4 separate regions of the Zea mays genome follow, and regions 1, 3 and 4 are each linked to region 2. A link is a contact called in public Hi-C data. All regions are on one chromosome and are shown on one strand. The core of a region is the stretch at or near the end of the contact, and the rest is flanking DNA. Distances in the headings are between cores, read along the strand shown.

What was found. Hi-C and Micro-C count contacts between places; a contact is called where the count stands out from the background.
Region 1: a contact with region 2 is called in a Hi-C map of leaf, with 6 times the contacts expected there. The contact joins the promoter of LOC100191319 here to the promoter of LOC100273265 in region 2. A contact is called at or near these places in 2 of 25 Hi-C or Micro-C datasets (ear and leaf).
Region 3: a contact with region 2 is called in a Hi-C map of leaf, with 5 times the contacts expected there. The contact joins the promoter of LOC100191512 here to the promoter of LOC100273265 in region 2. A contact is called at or near these places in 5 of 25 Hi-C or Micro-C datasets (bundle sheath, ear, leaf and 1 more) and 1 of 3 datasets of contacts at active chromatin or transcription factors (leaf).
Region 4: a Hi-C map of ear shows a contact between it and region 2, with 5 times the contacts expected there. The contact joins the promoter of LOC100285054 here to the promoter of LOC100273265 in region 2. A contact is called at or near these places in 11 of 25 Hi-C or Micro-C datasets (ear, endosperm, leaf and 2 more).

Annotation. Positions count from the first base shown.
Region 1 is chr1:207,529,492-207,532,191 of Zm-B73-REFERENCE-NAM-5.0, reverse strand. It overlaps LOC100191319, which reads right to left and starts at 1,431. Exons shown (of 6, transcript NM_001136753.1): 1 at 1,310-1,431; 2 at 837-888; 3 at 1-47. The coding sequence starts at 867.
Region 2 is chr1:207,279,209-207,281,915 of Zm-B73-REFERENCE-NAM-5.0, reverse strand. It overlaps LOC100273265 (Calcium-dependent lipid-binding (CaLB domain) family protein), which reads right to left and starts at 1,405. Exons shown (of 1, transcript NM_001147706.1): 1 at 296-1,405. The coding sequence starts at 1,319. The coding sequence ends at 471.
Region 3 is chr1:207,454,039-207,456,841 of Zm-B73-REFERENCE-NAM-5.0, reverse strand. It overlaps LOC100191512 (acyltransferase), which reads right to left and starts at 1,415. Exons shown (of 2, transcript NM_001136944.1): 1 at 612-1,415; 2 at 1-162. The coding sequence starts at 1,061.
Region 4 is chr1:207,089,438-207,092,137 of Zm-B73-REFERENCE-NAM-5.0, reverse strand. It overlaps LOC100285054 (BET1), which reads right to left and starts at 1,324. Exons shown (of 5, transcript NM_001157949.2): 1 at 1,164-1,324. The coding sequence starts at 1,177.

The sequences.
Region 1 (2,700 bases), core at 182-2,681, 250 kb before region 2:
TTGAAGACCCTTCAGTTGCATCTGCTGCAACAGTTCCGTAAAAACACCTGAATATACAAGATATGAAAGCTCATGAGCTATTTCTCCTTTGCCAAAAAAAAGGGGCAAGCAGTTACAAGGCGAGAAAAAAGATAACAGTGTGGGCCAGTTCAAAGTGTATAGTACATGGAGAAAGGGAGGTCTAGGTTCTAGAATTTTGTTTTCCTCCCACTCCATTGCAAATGCCAGAGACAAGAGTTTCTGTGACAGCTCAATATGAAAAGGCAGAAATACATGGAATTCTAAATTGAAAATGACTATTGTGTTACTCCGAGATGTCACAAAAAAATGCAGAAATTCTATGAATTCGAATTTGAGAATTATATCATTGTATTACTTCGCTGTCCCAAAAGACATGGGCGCTCTTCCTAAGGTGCAACAGGTGAATGCAAGCAGGCATATACATCCCAATTTTCTAACCTTACTAAAGCAGGTTGCAACTTGCATGTAGTACTGTTATGAAAAGCTTATCTTTGTAATGCAGTATGAAACACTGCTACTGCAGGTTGGTCCAAACCAATAGTATCAACATCCAATGAGAATAAAATGACGTTAGGCAATCATCAATCAGCATGACTGATATGAATCCCCTATACAAAATGCATGTATTCTTAAGAGTCGATTCTTCTTTTCAAGAGCAATTAGTTAAAAAAGGCCAATCACTCAATCAGGGCCAAGGATGAACCCATGTTATTATGCCATACTTAGAACGTGTGTTAAAAAAGAAAAATAAAAACTTGCAATATATAACTAAACAAATGTAACTTTTTGGTTTTGGCAACAGAAAATAATTTTACCAGGATCATTCTCGATTGCGGCCCACGACATGTTGAGAGGCTTGCTCCAAGTCTGCAGGCAGAAAACGTAGCAGTAAAGATGCATTCTGGAAATACAGAAAATAGTACCGAATAGTCTGTCTTGGAGCATAAAAGCAGGGGCGAACCAGCAAAAGACATGTGTGTACACATGAACAACCAATAATTTTGCCGAAAAATGGAAATTAGTAGTCATAATACATGTATACACTTGTAACTCTTTTGAGATGGTATTATACACTTCTAACTAGATCAGATCCGAATACATGTAGCTAAAATATCTTCAAGTAAGGGTTCAGATGCTCTGTTTCGCACAGAGGGAAGGGAAGAGAATGGGTCAGGAGCGGACCCAGCAATGTTTGCGATAATTCGAAGTTATTCCTAGTAGGCATCAAATAGCAGATAGGGTTTGGGTGCTCGGCATCGCATCGCAGGAGGAGAAGGGGTGCGAATACCTGGTAGGTTCTCGTCACCGGCGAAGAGGCCAACGAAGGCCTCGGCACCTGGCGTAGGTGGGGGCGGCGGCGGCGGCGGCCGTAGTCGTCCCAGAGAGATGGAGTGCACGCCGGGTGAAGCGTGGTGCGGTAGCCAGGAGTAGCTCAGTGCAGACTCAGTTTATGGGGCATGTTTGTTCCGAGGAAATTGCTAGTTAGTTGGGTAAAAAAAATTCTAGTAAAATTAAACTAGCTAACTACTAGCTAATTGTTAAAAAGCACAACTATTAGTTAGACTGTTTGAATATTTTCAACTAATTTTAGCAGCTAACTATTAGATCTAGTACATACCGACATAACGCCCCGATTCTAGAGCTAATATTTGTTGGCTAAAAAATTGCTAGTGAAATCAACTGACTAACTATTATCTACTTTTAGCTAGGTTCCATCAGCTAATAACTAACGAGGAGTTGAAGGTATACCTAGGGATGAAAACGGAAACAGTAATTTTCAGATACCGGAAATCGTTTTCGAAATTTTACCGAAATTTAGGTCTAAACGGAAACGGAAACGGTTACCGAAAATACGGAAACGGAATCGGTAGAAAAACTCGGAAACGGAAACGGTTTGGGTTTCTTCCGATCGTTTCCGGAAATTACCGTTTTTATTTGGTATTTTACCGTCGCTAATAAATTTGGTATTTTTCAAAAAAAATATTAAATCTGAACTAATCTTATAAATTCATAATAAATTCATCTTAGCTTAGAAAAATATAAAACTAATTTTATTATTTTTCTAAAATCAAGATCTATCTAATGATATATAGTTTAGAATCGTTTGAAACTTTTATAAATCTTATTTATGTTTTCTTACCTCTTATTACTCTTGATACATATATTCATAATTTGAATGAGAACTTAAGAAGTACCAAGATGACACTAGTTATATTGACTATACCAAGTAGTAGGTGTATAAATAGAATGTAAATGCCATATCATTATACACATCTTGATTCTACTTTATTTAAATACATAATAATGATTTTATTGTTTTATGATTTCTTACTTTATATATTTATTGTGGCCTGCTACCTTATATATTATTATTAATTTTATATAAATGTATGACTTACGTGAATTTTTGAAGTCAATTGAGGGTACAAGTTACAGTTTTTACCGATCGAATTTTTAGATTCCGATCGTAACCGGTGTAATTTTCGTACCGAACTTTCGTTTCCGATGTTTCCGAATTACCGATATCGTTTTCGTTTCCGGAGTTACCGTTTTCGATCTCGTTTCCGAGGAAAAATATGAAAACGAAAATGGTTTTTGTGTTTACCGATCGTTTCCGACCGTTTTCACCCCGTATACCTAATAGTTAACTGGACTATTAGCTAGGGGTGTTTAGATGCC
Region 2 (2,707 bases), core at 156-2,655:
CTCAGTTGAGGCGTCGAGTGTTTCGTTAAGCTTCAAAGCATTGAACGCTCGATTGTTTGACCGTCTTCCACGCTTCGGATTAAAGGCATCTCTTCGAAGGTATAGAAGTTGTAGAACTCAATCAAATAGGCTATCGTTGACTGCCATGGATCTTCTTAGCAAGGGTACGGCCTTGCCGCTTCACTGACATCTTTTTCTTTTCTTTTCTGTTCATACTGCAAAAAATATATATAGGCGCCCACGTACGACATGGAAAGCAAGATACGGTTCGAATTGGACAATCAAACCAAGTACTCGATCAAATGGTTGGCGATTAACATATATTGCCATGGTTCAAGTTTTGATTTTTTTTCTCGACTGGGGTGATCTCACTTATTATTTGAATACATTTGAGCTACTCGACTTCGACTTGTTGCCTGGATTTCGGTTCCGTATGCATGATCATGATCTCCTCTCCGACCTGCTTCATTCTAGTAATCGTCATCGTAATCTCCGTCGCCGAACGTCTCCTCCTCCACCCTCTCGGCGACGCGATCCTCGAACTTGTCCTCCACGTAGCTCGCCCCTTCCGCCAGCGCGAGGCCGCCCAGCAGCCCCGCCGCGGCGCCCACGGCCAGCCCCGTCCCCATCCCCATCTTGCTGCTCTTCTGCTGCTGGGCAGGTAGTGGAGCAGCCTCAGCGCCGTACGCCGTCGGAGCAGCAGCTCCGTAGCCATAACCACCGCCGTAGGGAGGAGGAGCGTCGGCCGGGTACCCCACCGGCGGCGCGGCGTACGGCGGCTGTCCGCCGTACGCCGGCGGCGCCGCGTAGTACGGGTCGCGGGCGGCGCCGGGGTTCCCGTACGCGGGCGCCGGGTACGGGTTCGGGTCGTAGTAGCGCGGCGGCGGCGCGGCCTCGCGGACGGCGACGCGGGCCTCGAGCCGGCCCTGCGGGCGGCCCGAGGGCCGCTTCAGCCTGAGCGTGCGCGAGACCCTGGCGCCGCCGACGCCGCCGGCGTCATCGAGGACGTCGCGGAGCGGGAGGCGCGCGGAGCCCACGAGCGGCTTGACGGCGTCGGCGTCGTCGCCGGCGGCGTGGACGACGTCGATGTGGAGGACGGCGTCGCCCAGGCGCGCGGCGGAGGCGGGCGGGACGGGGACCACCACCTTCTCGTCCCACACGGGGTCCTCGCCGTTGTCGGGGTCGACGCGGGTGGAGCACTTGGGCCCGTCGTCCACCCACAGCACGGCGTAGGGCCGGAGGTCGCCGTTGCGCCAGTTGACGTTCTTCAGGTTGCTCGCCGACCCCACCGTCACCTCCACCTCGTAGCGGGAGCCCATGGCGGCTCCTTTTGGGTTGCCTTTGCCTGTGGTGGCGGGGATGGATTGGATGAGATGGGAGGACACTCAAGAGAGAAGGATCGCTGATGGTGAGCGAGTGGGAGGATGCCAACGGGAGGGAAGGTATAAATAGTGTGGCGGGAGATGTGGGGTGGGGCTCACCTGTCAGCTGGGGAGGTGGCGGCTGGCCTTGTTGGGACGGACGGACGGACGGTTGCGACGCTGACGATGCTTGACTAGAAAAGGATGGCTGGCTCGCTGCTCATCGGTTTCTTCTCTGGACGTTGCATTTGAACGGACAACTGCATGGGAGTCTATTTCTTCTTTCTTTCCTCCCTAAATACTGCCATAAATAAATATAAATATATATTTTCTTAGCGGCTAAGTTCATTGACTATCCCAAAAAAATGGCTGTACTTTACTCCATACACGCCTTAGATGATATTCTGCTTGGTTAGAGGAGCTTCCCAGCAAATAACTCCTGAAAATCAGTTTTAATGGACATCTAAAAAATTAGTGTGGGTAGATTTTAAACATTTCTCTAATAGATCTTTTAAAACGACAGATTGTTTCTGTGGAATCCAAAAAAACACATTTATAGCTACAAATGAGAGCTTTAAGTGCTATGAAAAAGTTAGGAGCACTTTACAGAAACTGTTGGAGACAATTTTTTGTGTTTTTTCAAAAAAAACTTGATTTGAAAGAATTATGGGGAACTCTTGGAGATGTTCTTACTAAACAGGGCCTCTACCTGACTACCTCAGTCACACTCCTCCAATCAAGGATGTTTGCCGGTATGTGTGGATAGGACAATCTATTCTCCTAAAGACTCCTCCAATCACCGGCTTAGTACAGCATCACGCGAAAACCAGAGTCAAGGGACATAGGGATTATGATCTAGCCTGCTATTGGACAGGAGTAGCACTCATGCTTTATGCTCTCCGGATCCAGTGCTGATGCTTCCACTGGCCAGTGGCCACTACCGAAGATCAGAGAGATGCCGTGAGGCATGGCGGTGGCGGCCACCACACGCCCACACGGTTTCGACGCGCAAGCTTTCTCCTTTTTCCGCTGGTGGGCAGGACCGCTGGAGTACCATGCACACACCATCATCATCACGACTCACGAAACCTTTCGTTTCCGCCGCCCCCATCTCATCCAATTCCTACCCCACCACCAGAGGTCCAATCGGTTTCGGCATGTAGCTCCGATCCCCAACCAATGCTGTCAATTCACTTCACATGCCTGACTCTGTGCATCTACAGTTCAACAAAATCTACCAATAATAAATATTTTGTTAGAAAACTTAAGAAACCAAAAGAAATACGGTGCCAACAAACCAGCCAAAAAGAACACTTGCTCCTACTTGCTGGAGTGTGCTAGAAGAA
Region 3 (2,803 bases), core at 166-2,665, 170 kb before region 2:
CACGGAGCGGGACAGGGACCGGTCGTGGATGGGCTGCAGCGACAGGGGTACGCCGCGGCAGAGCTCGGCCCAGGAGGACATGAAGTGCCACGTGGAGGTGCCGTCCAGCACCGCGTGGTTGAAGGCGCACCCCACCGCCAGACCGTCCTTGAGCTTTGTGAACTGCATGCATGCAAACGCATCGCTGTAAAAACAAGATGACTTATGTTGCCTGGCCAATGGTTTATGTGCACTGTACAGGCAGCCGCTGTTGGGGTACTTGGTACCAGCAATGCATTACTTCCATCTGCCAGTATACAGTGGGTAGGTTGACATTCAAGACTCATTTACTGTGGAGATTAATGTGGATCGGAGCAAGATGATGTATGCATTGTCTAAAATCGTAAATTTGTTTTTTTTAAAAAAAATACTATGTTTTTAAAGTTTATCCTGTTTGCTGTGTTAACATGACATCATGAAGAATGTAAGGGATTTGTACGTTTCGATTTTGAACAAGGCGTCACGCAACTGATAATTAATGGGAATGGCGTGTCAAGTTTATCCTGTTTGCATGCTGTGATCCATAGCGCGACCGAAAGATCTCGGAAATACTACAATACAACGGCACTCACTTGGACGGCGAGAAGCGGGCGGCGGAGGCCCTCGAGGTTCATGACGCCGGTGTAGGGCACGAGGTGCTGCAAGACCTTCTCCGCCTCGTCGCTGCAGTCCCCTCCGGCGAGGTCGTCGACGGCGACGCCCTGGGCCTCGGCCTCGAAGACCTCGGCGCCCTCGTCGCCCTCGACTGCCAGCGCGCCGCCGTCGTCCTGGCGGATGCGGCCGGCGAGCGGGTAGAAGACGCGGAGCGCGTCGGCGAGCGCGGCCGTCATGCGCGCCACGGCGTCCGGGAAGTCGGGGGCGGCGCGGTACAGGAGCAGCTTCTGGTTGTAGTAGAAGGTGATGTAGGGGAGGTCGAAGGTGGCGAGCGTGCAGCGGTTCTTGGCCGGCGCCACGGTGCGGGCGCCGGTCACGGTCACGGTCACCGCCGCCGCCTCGTCGGCGCTGCCGTTCTCCACGGCCATTGCTGCTGCTGCTGCTGGGGCTTGTTCCTGGCTAACAGTACTAAGTGTGAGGAGTCTGTGAGGTGAGGTCGAAGCGAGGTGGATGGGTGAGTGATATAGGGAAGCCAGGAGGAGGAGGTGGGTGGATCAGGCATTTAATGGTGGATCTTCTCAGCGGTGGCCGGAGAGGCGACGGGCAGGATCGAGCACCGCACAACGGCACGACACGAGAGGGACAGGCAGAGGCCTGACCATATAGTGAGGGAAGAAAAAGAAGAAATCAGGAGGAAAAAATGGCGACCGGGCAACGAAGACGACAGCGCGATGGAATTGAATTGGAGCCTTGGAGGTGGAGAAAAGCGATGGAGGTGGTAGATGGTTCGGTTGGGAGGACCCGGATCGGAGGAGGTGCACATTTATGGCCTGCCGCGCGGCCTTCATGGTTACCACGCGACGCGATCGACACTAGGATGAAAACGGGACGGATACAGCCGGATATAGGGTCATCCCGTATCCTACCCTAATATATTTCTCTCGGATACGGGACCGAATACGGGTAGTTAAGATTCGGGACGGATACAGGACGGGACCGGGTAATAATCCGGACGGGTAAGAAACGGATAACGGATACTACTCGGGTAGGTACCGGATAATTGTCGGGTAGTTCATCCGATGATATTAATTGTCCAACCATCCATAAGTTAAGCAATACATAATCATGTATATGATACATCAGATGTAAGAAAGGAAACCGGTAAAATTGACATCATGCAGTTCAAAGTTGCTTATCACAAGAACATTGTAGAACCAACACCGCAATATTTAAAATTCATAAAATATTCTAGTTCTAAAAATTTGCAAATAAGTTACAAAAACTAATAAACATTTTATATGAAGATAACTCAAGTCCTCGTATGAAAATGATAAAGTGAAGTACTGATTATATTGAAACTTGGATACTTACACTAATTTCACATGTAACTCATACAAATAAGTGAAAGGAAAGAAATGTGGGCATCTTATAGATCTTATGATCCAAACATTTTTTATGGTTACATATGGACATACGTTGTATCTCCGTAAAATTTCACAATTTTTTGAGGCTATTTATGTATTATTAATTTCTTGTCATAGAAAATCATCAAAATACAATTAAATCATTAAAATATTGTTTAAACAAAAACATGATGTATTACAAAGTCATAGATCTCTTCAAGCTCTACAATTTTCATATAAACTTTATCTTCATCCGATTTCATATGTAAAAGTTATGATTTTATAACTATATTATGCAGAAAAAGAAAAAACGGGTACCCGAATTCCGGGTACCCGTATCCGACCCGGGATTTTCGGGTACTGACCGGGTATTAGTGATTCCGTATCCTACCCGTATCCGAGGTTCAATATCCGGGTAATACCCGTATCCGTCCCGACAAACAAAATACCTGTATCCGTATCCGAAATTACGTCCCGTTTTGGTACCCGTATCCGATACCCGTTCCGGGTACCCGTCCCGTTTTCATCCCTAATCGACACACGAGTCTGCTCTGCACTGCCGCTCTTTTTTTCTTCGATTCGAATCAGCCGGCCGCCCCGGCCGGCCCGTATTTTTTTCATGCCACACCTCACATACCAAACCAGCTCACAGGACACAGCTGGTTTGGTACTCTGGTAATTCTTCCTCCCGAAAGGGACCACCACCCGTATTTTTCCATTATAGCCTTTTCTTTAAAAAAAAGCTCTAGGAGTTCTGAAGAAACTAA
Region 4 (2,700 bases), core at 75-2,574, 190 kb after region 2:
AGGAAACTGGAAGGCTGTATGCAAGCACTTGCTAGTTGCTGCTCTGTTAATTTTCTTGAATTACGATTAGACTGCAATTCACCAATTACACAGAACGAATGCAGAGCAATTGCAGTAGGTAAGTTAAACTACCAGTAGACCAAGACCTGGCACAGTGACAGTCTTAATTAGTAAGCCTGTGCAATTAGATAGTATCGCCATTGGCTTGCAAAATGACTAGTGTTGGGAAATCATGACAAACTAATGAAAACAACATTTACAAACATTGCCACAACTGAATGTAACAATGTATTTGCATGTAAAACAAAAGAACAGGAATAGACAAGCTTAACTTAGTAAGGGGATGAAACAGAAGATTATTATATCCTACACAACTGCGATCTAGGACCAGAAAACAAAAATACAGCATTTAGCTTTGAATTAGTTCAATGAAAATGACATACGACTAAAACTTGTCTGGCTGCCCTGGAGAAGGGATCATACATGATGGTCAATATTTTTCGTGGATGTGCATATTTCATAAGTGGCTCAGGCAGCACAGAATTCAAAAGTAATCAATACATGCAAGGAACCGAAGAATCAAAATCAATACATGATGGCGGTCGATTAATGGAACCGAAGAAACAACCCAGGCCTAGGGTAAAACTAAAATGAGGACTATCCATCAGAATTCAAAACTGCCAAAAAAAAAACTCCTCATGGTCATGGTTTGACAGAACTGACTGCTAAAGTGGGGCTTCAAGAGGGGTAAATGGCATTGAATTCGTAATTCCGGGAAACCAACCACTGGTACCGGGAAATTAGCTGAGGCGTCACAAGAACAATGGGATTTACTTCACCAGGCACAAAGGGACAAGCGGGGGCGCAGCAGATAGTACTCAGCAGGTCAGGTATTGGAAGCTGGGTAACAGGATCCACCGTATGGTGCAACGAACGGTATAAACTACACAGATTTGCATGGGGAAAATTGTTCGGCACCAATACGGCAATACCACATTACTTCGCGTAAAAAAACGCCACATTCCTAAACACGCAAGCTCACGTTATGACATGAACCTGTAAAAAAAAGGCGGAATAGTTCGTTCTACCCACTAATAACAGTCGAGATAGATAGATATGTCCTGGGGATTGCTCGCTAGGGTTGAGCTATTAAGGATCCTGACCTTCTCGAGTTCATCGGACGCGACCTTCACTGGCCGAAGAGTTCTCACGGGTGCGGAGAAGCCGACGGAGCCTGCCTGCCGGTGTGGGTGGGCGGCGAGATCTGATGAAAGCTTGATGCGCCTCCTCCGTCCTTCTGGAGCAAGACCACGCAAATGGGGTTGGAGTCAGTGGGCCCAAATCGTAACCGATATTGGGCGGGCGGGCGGACCTGCGACACCTGCCTTCCGGTTTTCGGGTTGGGTGGCAACCGTGGCATGCACACTACTGCTACAGATGGGCCCATCGCCTGTCGGTTACGGCCCATTTCAATCAATTGGAGAAGATCAGAAGAAGTTCCATTTCTGCGCGGCGAATCGCCCGCCTTGGCTTCCGGCGATGGACGCCGCCGGGTGGCGGGTAGGGGGAGCCCTCTCGCGTCCAAGCAACGCAGTCTCCAGCCCCGATGCCCTAACGAGATTTCCGCTCCACCAGGTAACGCGCGACCTCAGGCTGTCTAGCAGCAGGTGCAAAATACGAGCCATTGGCAATTTTGCCATTATCATTTGTGGGCTTCGTCAGTATGCTATCGGACCCACAAATCATAGACACAGACGGTCCTACCAGTCATAGACACGGGATGGCATAATAACAGACAGTCAAATTTGAGAGTGGCAAAACAGCAAATTTCTCGCAAAATACTGTAGATAGCATTTTGAAATAAGAGGTGAGATAGGAAATATGATAGAAGAGCTGCTGGAGGTAGCTTCACTCTTACGGTGGCATTGCTGTCCAATGATGCTGTGTTGGTGCTAGTTTGACATCGGCTACGCCCAACACATGCTCGACAATATACTTCATCAGACACGTATATAGTATGGCACATTGACATGTCCTGTTTGGTACAACTGCTGTTTGCAGTTTGTTGGAAAAGCAGCTGAGAAGCTCGTGAAAAGCAGCTTGCTTATTATTTGCCCTTAGTTCATCAGAAGTGTTTTTATTTGGTATAACTTCTGTTTAAATTTATAAAGAAGCTATGAAATAGGTGTGCCAAACAGGGTATGAACTTCAGTGTCTGACAACTAGATGTCTATCATTGCCTGCGTCTTATTGTGGTCGACCCTGCTTAGCATGGAGAAGCTGCTTATGCGCTGTTCAGCATATGACCTGCTGTGAAACGAGACTCCCTCCCTCAAAATCTGTAACTTAGTTGGGTGACTTTTCAATAAGAAACAATCAAAACAGCTTATCCTGGGTGATATACGGCTTGCTCTGATAGAGTGTTTAATGGATTGTTTGAATGCACTAGAGCTAATACTTAGTTGGCTAAAAATTTGTTAGTGGAATTAGCTGGCTAACAAATAGCTAGTCAACTATTAGCTAATTTGTTAAAAGTAACTAATATCTTTCCCCTACTGGACGAGTTTTTTTTTTTAAAAAAGTAGCTAATATCTGAACCATTAACTAGAATGTTTAGATTTCTTTAACTAATTTTAGCAGTTAATTATTAACTCTAGTGCATTCAAAGAGGCCCTAAATACTAAAAATAACCCACAAAAA